2 separate regions of the Anser cygnoides genome follow, and region 1 is linked to region 2. The links are chromatin contacts, called in public Hi-C maps. All regions are on one chromosome and are shown on one strand. The core of a region is the stretch at or near the end of the contact, and the rest is flanking DNA. Distances in the headings are between cores, read along the strand shown. Region 1 holds the start of ATP1A1 (ATPase Na+/K+ transporting subunit alpha 1). Region 2 has its middle 33 kb from the start of ATP1A1.

Region 1 (4,041 bases), core at 1,088-3,587, 34 kb after region 2:
GGGACATGCAAGCCAAAGAGCAGGATTTTTCAGGCATTAAAAACTGACTTGGACCTAATCCACTGGCAGGAGTGAAGTTCCCTGTATGTTATCTCTGCTTCTCCCAGTCACTATGCCAAGGTATCAAAAAGAGTTTGTAATTGCTTGTAGATATTGAAAACAGAGTTCTCTTGATTTTTCTTAATCTCTCTGGTACCTATTATGGGAGGAGAACACAAGTACGCTACCCTCTGTGCCTGGTCTTACATAATAAAGTTTCCTTTGATCCATATGGATTTGCCCTCTGTTTAACTCACTGCCAGCAAGAGAACATTTTTCTCCTGGAAGAGACGCTAGGTGTAAGTTTACAGCATCACAGTTGAACCCTCTGGTTTTAAGTCAGGAAGAAATGGCAACACGTCAACTATCTCAAAGCAAAAGACGGATGAAATTCATAGCGTTCCAGCTCAGCTATATTGTTAGCATAACAGCTGTTTTACATCAAGGGGCAGAATGGCTTAGAAGTTGTCTGGAGATCTTCTTTTAATGTCCTATTGATTATGCTTTACAGCCACACTGAAGGAAAATGAAGTTTGATACAGTAAATTGCTGTTAAGGATTGAAAGTTAAGTGAATTGGTGATTTCAGGCTCTGAAATTTCTACACAGTTCCTAATTTCTACCCAGTTTCCTTCTTTCCATCTTTCCACCCACAGGCAAGAGCTAGTGCTTTCATGGGAAAGAAAACCTCAAAGACAAGTAATGGGAACTAAATGGGAGTTCTGCCTTGAGGTCAAGATGGTGCAGCTTGGGAGGAAGACTGCTGCTCAGGTACCGTGGGTTTTATAGGTAAACTGAAAGATCCAGTCTCCAAGTCAGATCTATGCCAGATCCAATAAAGACCATTAGTGGGATAAAATAGAGCTTACAAAGCAGACTAAAAACATGGCTCTGAAACACTTTCCTGCCATCTACAATCGCATCTGAGCTCATCGCAGGTTTTTACTTTAAAGTTCACTATGTTGGGTCCCAGAAGTGCCTCGGTACTGAGCAGGCCAAGCCATTTCTAAGTCCAGCTGGAATCCCACGATGGATCAATGTTCATTTGTCTGCACATACACCGCATCCATCAGAAGCTCCAAAAGCAAGTCCAGGACACAGCGACAGCATCAAGCTCCACCAGTGGTGCGGTGCCTCACACCAGCCTTTAGATCAGTCATCTGCCATGGTTGTGGTGGCATCCCTTCCTGTTACATACACGGGCCTGTGGGCAAACAGTTTGATCAGAAAGCTCTTGTCCAGGACTTTTACAGACTGAGTTCAGTTCTCTTCTCCTGCTGAGGGGAGCTTCAACCCTCCACTTATCCAAAAAGAACTGTACTTACCTAAATGTAAGTTTCCATACTTACCTACTTCCATACTTATCTAAATGTAAGTTTTTCTCTTCCACAACAGTGATCCCAATGCCCTCACAGATATAATCCAATGTGTTTGGGGCCCTCAGCAAGGTAGCAAGTTCTCCTGCAGGGAACTGGCTACCAAAACACTTCCTTGGTGGCTGTCCCTGGGCACTTCCAGGTATATAGAGGGTCCTGATGGCTCTTCTAAGCTGTCAAGAATGTGAAAGAGCACAAACTGATTATCTTTGCTAGAGTGTAAAGAGAGAAGTAAAGAGCAAATGCGCAGAGCTATGGCTTCTGAATCTGTCTTTGCCACATTTTCAAGTGTAAAGGAACTATAGGTATCATCACCTTGTTAGGTGCTCTGCGCAGCAGAGGGCATGGAAATACACTCTATAAATCTTCACTGTGGTCCCGGCCCCCGTTTGCAGTAATCACAAAGCTTTAAAGATGCGGTTTTTACCAGTATTTACGCATCTCCTAGCACAGACAATGAGCTTTAACCTCGGGAGGTATGAAACACTTTGGGCACCACGTCTACCCAGCGCAGCCCGCCGTCACCGAGGGCAGCAGCAGGGTCAGGCGAGGACCTGGGGAGGCATCCAGCCCCTCACGGCAGGGTCCCTCGGGGCTCCACACGGCCGCCTTTGAGGGGACACGGCCCTGCAGGCGGCCCCTCACGGGGCAGCGGCGCCGACCCGACATGGCGGCGGCAGCGGGGGCCGGCGCAGCGCCCTCCGGCGGCCTCGCCCCGGGCCAGCAGGGCCAAGCAGGAGCCCCCGGCCCTCCCCGGGGCTCCGCTCCCCTCGGCGAGGCGCAGCCGAGACAAGCCCGGAGGCACCCTAAGGTCTGGTCTGCGGGCATGGCTCCCACCCAAAGCCTGCCCCCGTCCCCGGCGGCTCCCCGCCCGCAAGGGGCGGTGCGGCGAGCGGGGCGGGGCGGTGCAGCCGGGGCTCTTTATCCGGCGGGAAGCCGGCGGAATTTTGGAGTTGCGGCTGGAGCAGCGGTGCCGGAGGTAGACGAACGACGACGACGAGGGGACAGCGGGGGGAGAGAGCGAGCAGCCGCTGAAGGAGCACGGTGGTGGCGGCCGGGCGCTGCCGTCGCTCCGCACCTGCCGGGCCGCGCTGAGCCCCGCTCCTCGTCGCCTGCCGCGTGGTCTGCACGCCGCCGCCCCGCACCATGGGCAAGGGGGTGAGCGGCGGGGCCGGGGGGCGCCGCTGCTGCTCCGGGGAGGGGGCTTCGGGGGCGGGGGGGGGTCTGCCGGCCGGGGGTGAGGGCTGCCCGGCAGCCGCTCGCCCCCCGCTTTGTCCGCTCCGCGCCGGGAGGCGGGGGGGCGGCCATGTCGTGTGCGGTGGGGTTGCCGCCGGAGGGCGGCGCCGGGGCCGCCCCGACACATCTCGGTGCTGGGCTGCCGCCCGCTCCGGGGAGGGAGGGAGGGAGGGAGAAAGGATCGGGGAACCAGGGAGGGACGGCTGGAGGCGGCTCCCCAGCGGCGCCGCCGCCCCCGGAGGGCTGTGCGGAGCCTGGGCGGCGCTGGAAATGGCCGCGGAGGGAGCGCCTGGCGCCCCTGCGAGGCGCGGAGCCCGGCCTGGTGCGCGGCCCCCCGGGGCCCCGGGGGGGGTCCTCGGACCGGTGCTGGAGGAGGCTGCGGTTATCTCCTGCCCTTCTGGAGCCGAGCCGGGCAGCGCGGCCGCTCTCGTGGCTCCTGGCCTCTGCAGGAGTACTTTAGACTTGTTGAGACAGCAGGCCCCCGCGGGGGTGTGTGGCCGGGGGGTGTGACAGGATAAAGGGCTGCTTATTAGCGCCAATTTGCTTATTAGTAGCCGCGAGGGCAGATAAGGCTTGATAGCATAAGGAAGGTGATCATTCATGACTTTATCATGTCTATCCTGCTAATTGGGCTGATAAAAGCCTCCCAGCATGCTGTGCAGCAGTTTCTATGCGCTCACAAGGCGCTGTGTCAGCCCGGCTTCCTTCCAGCCTTCAGCCCGCAGCAAGAAGTCCTTAATCCAGATTATATCTCTTAACTATAAACGCATTTGAAGGCTCTTGAAAACAGAAGTGGGAACTTGAAGTTGGATGTTACGGTCAGATGCCCGGCTGGGGAGCAGAAACAAAATGTTCCCGGCCGGCTCTGCTTCCACGTGGAAGGCAGAGCTGTGAGGTGCCCGGAGGCGCAGAGGTGGCGGCCCTGTCCCCGCCTGCTGCCTACAGGTGGTGTGTGCTTCCACAGTGCTGCTCAGACACTACCCGACTCCGCATTGTCCTCATCCATGTGGTACAACCAGCGGTGTTGACACAACAGCATGAATAGGAGACATGGAGGAACACGGGTGAAAGGATGGTTGTTTGGAAAAGGGTTTGAGGAGCACACGGGGAGTTTGGGAGGGTTGCTCTCTTGCATTGGTGAAGTCCTGTTGTAGTCAGATAGCCCTGCATGATGCTTTTTAGGCTAGTGGGTAACAGGTAATACGTACAATAATCTCATCTATAATATCTTTTTTGGGGGGGGGTAGGCATTGATGCAGTCTTCTCGATGCTTTAAATCCTCAAAGAAACCTTTTAACTCTGTGTGTGACAGCAGCGCCATAGGCTTTGGGGGCTCAGGCCATCTTGGCTTCACTAATGGGAGTTAAGTGCTTTCCAATATAGAAGGCTAG
Region 2 (4,378 bases), core at 452-2,951:
TCTCCAACCTGTGCAGACAGCTATACAAGTCTCTGGACTGCCATCTATCTGCCCAGAAACACGGTGACAGTGCCCTCATGTTTAGTGCAAACCAGTGTTTACCTCCTGAAAAGTTCCTCATGCATTATAATGTCATGCAAAGCTGTGTGGTTCGGGTTTTTTTTTTTTTTTGGTTGGTTGATTGTTTTTTTTCTTTCCTCACCTGCTCTGGTCCAAGCCTGCATTTTCCTCTCTGTGAGCTCTGCCAGCATGAGCAAGCAGGCTCTCCCTCTGTGGCACACATACCTGGTGTCCCCTGCCCCCCGTGCTGCCTGTGCACCTCCTCGGCCAGGAACAAGATGTACCTGCTGGGTGGTGTGCCCCAGCACCTGCCCTGCGCTGTTCTCTTCCTCAAGCCCTGAAACCACCTCAAGCCAGCACCAAAATTGTCTTCCTGTGTGTTTTTTTTTCCTTTAAATGAGTGTGTTAGATTTATTGGGCAATGGAAACTTTCCGTTCCAAATGACTCAAGTTATGCTGGAAACTGAAATATTTCTCAGCAGCCTTTTACCCAGCTCCCCCCTGTTCCTTCTCTCCAGAAGAGCTTTCAAAACTGCAGATGAGCGGGGGGAGGCACTTTCTGCTCCCCCCTCCCCAGAGCACGCTGCAGGCTCCAGCTTGCAGCCCCCCAGCCAGCACGGGGTCTGGACGCAGCCAGGCACTTCAGCCTCCGTCGGTCATCCAAACGCCAGACTTTTCAGCTGGCCGATGAGGCTTGCTGGCACTGACTTGTCTGCTTTGTGCCTCCTTAATGCCGTGTGCTCGTAACCAGATCCACGGGGTCCAAATTCCTCCCCGCGCCCAGCCAGCAGCACAGGGGGAAGCGATGATGCCCCAGCCCAGACGAATCTCGGTTGTGAGGGTGGCTGGGGGGGGACCCTGCACGTCTTGGCAGGGTGATCCTGCCCCCCAAGCACCCCCAGGCTCAGCTGGCCCCACACAGCACTCAGACCAATTTGGGGCGATGCTGTGTGAAGCCTCATCTGCCTCAGAGAGCGTGCCTATAAATGGAGTTATTCCAGAGTAGGGGAAAAGCGCTCGCTCTTCTTCTTCCACACATGGTGTTACTTAGGCAGAACAATTAACATTCAAACGCCACTTGCATCCAAATTAATTGCTGAGCCAGGGCAGGCCCTGTGTCAGCAGCTCAGCCCAGCCCTGGCTAAGTGACTTTTGGAGCCCACGTGCCCGGCAGTGCTCCCCAGGGCACAAAGAGCACGGAGGGCTGTCCGTGCGAATCCTCAGGCACAGCACCGGGGCTGCAGCGACCCCCGGGGCTTGGATGGCAGCCAGAAAGGGGGGAACACCTCTTGTGCCCCGTGGCACAGCTCCATGGCCTGGCCAGGTGCTTCCAGGTGCAGGTATAGGGGTTGCAGGGGATGCTCACGGTGAGGATGGTCGGTGCGGCACCGGCAGCTGAGCCAGCCAAAGCGCTTGGCCTTGCACCGATGTGACAAAATGAGTCACGTCACCCCGCGTTTCCTGAGAACAACAGGCGTCGCCGAGGCAGAGGGAGGCTGACTCACTGCGGCCCCGGCAGGCGTATGCAAAGTGCAAGGAGCCATCTCGGCTCCGTCGCCGGTGGGAGCGTGGCTGCAGCCAAATCCACCCGGGTGGGACCAGGGTCAGGGGCTGGAGCTGTGCTGCAGCAGCCACGCGGCATCAAACCAGCGTGCCTCCCGAGCTGCAGCACGGCTGGAGGCTTGCCACTGGCAGCCAGGCGAAAATAATCCCTCCCTGTCCTTCGGGGGGTTGGGTTTCCACTACGGGAAATGTGGAACGGGAGACTCCTGGCTGAATTGCTGCTTCGCTGCAGCTCTGCAAGGTGATAGAGCAAGCCGCACCTTTTAATTGCCTCCGTCCCATCTCCAGCAGCATGTGTACCGTTTGCTGTGTTCCCCTCGGTTTGCACCTCCTTCTGCTCCCCGCTGGGGTTTTGTTTGTGTTACCTACAGGGAAAATTGTAAATCTGGGCTATTGCCCTCCGTTCCCTCTCGATAACGATCATTTCTCCAAACAAACTATGTGATTTATACTCTTTTGTACATCAAACCTCTATCAGCAGTCATAAATACATGTAAATTGCTTCCATGTTTTTCATATTAAATATCACTTCTCCAAGCCCTAAGCAGAGAGGGACAGACCTTGCTGCTCACCTTCGATATGACCGAAACCTGATGGTCCCTGCGCAGGTGCCTGTTGCTGTTGCTCCAGCCAAGCCCCAGATCTCCCAGCCATATAATTACCAAAACCACCACATTTTCATTTAAAATACATTTGGGGGAGTAAGAAGGGGGGGGGGGGGGGGGTTGAAAAAATGAGCCTAGAAGCCTCACATTTCTGAAACTAAGCAGCAAAAAAAAACCTAAAAAAAAAAAACTTTTTAAAAGTCGTGATTTTTTTAGCCATTTTCCTGACACTTTGGTGCCTCACATATGATTTTTTTTTTTTATTTTTTTCTACAAAAGCTGAAGAGCTGGCAATAAAAAGGAAGCTGTTAATGCATCCATCAAGCAGTTCTGAAAATACAACCTGTGGCAAGGCAGCCGACACGGCTGGTGGTGCCAGGATGGCTGCGTACACGGCACGGGGGGGGGGCTTCTGTATTTAACAGGCTAATAGGGTGGTTTGGGCAGAAAATGAGACAAGCGAGTCTGTTAATTAGGAATAGAGAGCCTCAGTCCCTGCAGCTCTGGTACACATCACACTTTCCTCCAGCCCTTGGCTTCCTCTCCACCCTGATGATTTCATCTTTCTTGTTCCCCTTATATTGGATTACAAGGTCTTTGAACAAAGGCTTCATTGACCCAACGCAGCAGCGTGGTCAGCTGTAATGCACTTTCCTGCTCTCCAGGTCCCAAAAAGGGTTTCTCAGCGATCCCCACCAGAGGGGACAACAGCTCTCATGCCTGCTCGACATTAATCTGCCTGCCTTTGACCTCAGGGAGCTGTTTAATAGCACAGGATCACCTGGCGCTGGTGTCAGCGACCAGAAGCTGACATTTCTTTGAGGCATCCACTGCCCAAATTTTTCCCTGTACCCAGTGACATTGCAATGCTCAGCCGGAGCAGCCTGTAGGAAGCCAAGACATCTGACGTTAAAGATTTCAAAATCAATGAGTTTTGTAACTTGTGGCTCCGTGCGGGACTAAAAGAGCCATACCAAAACTTGGAAGAGCAAGCACTGCTGTGTTGTTTTAGGCTTGGTGTTTGAAGCAGGAAGTGCCCGAGGTCTCATCGGGAAGCCAGTTTCCACAAATCCAGACCAATTTTGGCAAATTCAGGAGGCTTGGAAACTGCAGATGGCTTTTATACTGATCCCAGTCACGTGGAAGCAGGAGGGTGGGAAGAAGTCTGGTTCCAAGGCATCTGAGGGTTTGCTCATTGCTTACACAGAGACCAGGTTTCACAGACAAAACGTTGCACTCTCCGCTGCGTGTGAGTCCCTCAAGTGCAGTGCCCGGCCATGGCGTGTCCCCATGGCTCGGTGTCACACGCTGGGCTTACTTAGGGTTCCCAAGGGACACACAGGGTGCTGGGCACCCCGTTTCACAGGGAAAACATCCTCTTTTTTCTTATTCTGGCATGGCTCCTGGCAACATTGGATCTCCTGCCTATAGTTTGGTGAGAGCCTGACAAGGAGCATGTGGCATGGGGTGATGGGCATCAAAAGCTATAGAGGGCTGTAGAGGTGGGATCAGGGACATGACCTGTCCCATTGGTCTCATTCTGGCAGCAAAGTGGGTCCGGCTGATGCTGGGGACCACGGTCACCTTCCCAGTGGGAGCACTATGCCCACCTTCTGGCTGCAAAGCTCGGTGTGATGGACTTTGGCAGCTAACATCAGATGGGTGACTGGGGTGTCAGGAACCCAGTGCCCACATTTCCAGTGCAATCCCAGCAGAGTCTGAGTGTGTGGCCCAACATGGGGTGACCATGGGTTCCTGCTCCACAGCCTGTCTGCAAGGGAAAAGGATGATGGGCATAGCGAGGGAAGAAGGAAAAAATCCACCTCCCTGCTCTGATGAGGCAGGGAAAGGCTGTGTGGGGCTCACCCAGCAAGGGCAAAGGCTGGACTGTGGATATTCTTGGAGAACAGGGTGGCTGGGGGTTATCTGCTCATCACAGGTTCACTGTAGTGCTCCCAAAGGCTGCAGCAGACTACCAAGAATAGTAATTCCTCGGGGTGCAAGCATTCACCGCAGCTGCTTGTGCTCCTCCACAGCTGAATAACTGTGCTGCAGCAAACAGGGGTGATTCTCCGTCAGAGGCTCGGGATGCCAGCCACCTGTAAACCTCTCCGCCCCACCTACAGCCTCAAGATCCCTGCTCTCAGTAA

The links. A called contact is a pair of places that touch in the nucleus more often than the background predicts.
Region 1: a contact with region 2 is called in a Hi-C map of liver, with 1.9 times the contacts expected there. The contact joins the promoter of ATP1A1 here to the enhancer-like site in region 2. A contact is called at or near these places in 4 of 7 Hi-C or Micro-C datasets (granulosa cells and liver).

What each region holds. Positions count from the first base shown.
Region 1 is chr1:99,524,062-99,528,102 of Taihu_goose_T2T_genome, forward strand. ATP1A1 (ATPase Na+/K+ transporting subunit alpha 1) reads left to right here and starts at 2,338. Exons shown (of 23, transcript XM_048047673.2): 1 at 2,338-2,572. The coding sequence starts at 2,561.
Region 2 is chr1:99,490,955-99,495,332 of Taihu_goose_T2T_genome, forward strand. No RefSeq gene overlaps it. Among named protein-coding and RNA genes, the nearest start is that of ATP1A1, 33 kb to the right of the region's middle. Within about 2 kb of position 1,702, at least 1 of the 3 cell types and tissues checked has open chromatin away from gene starts, as enhancers often do. A contact at or near this core is called in liver, where this site is marked.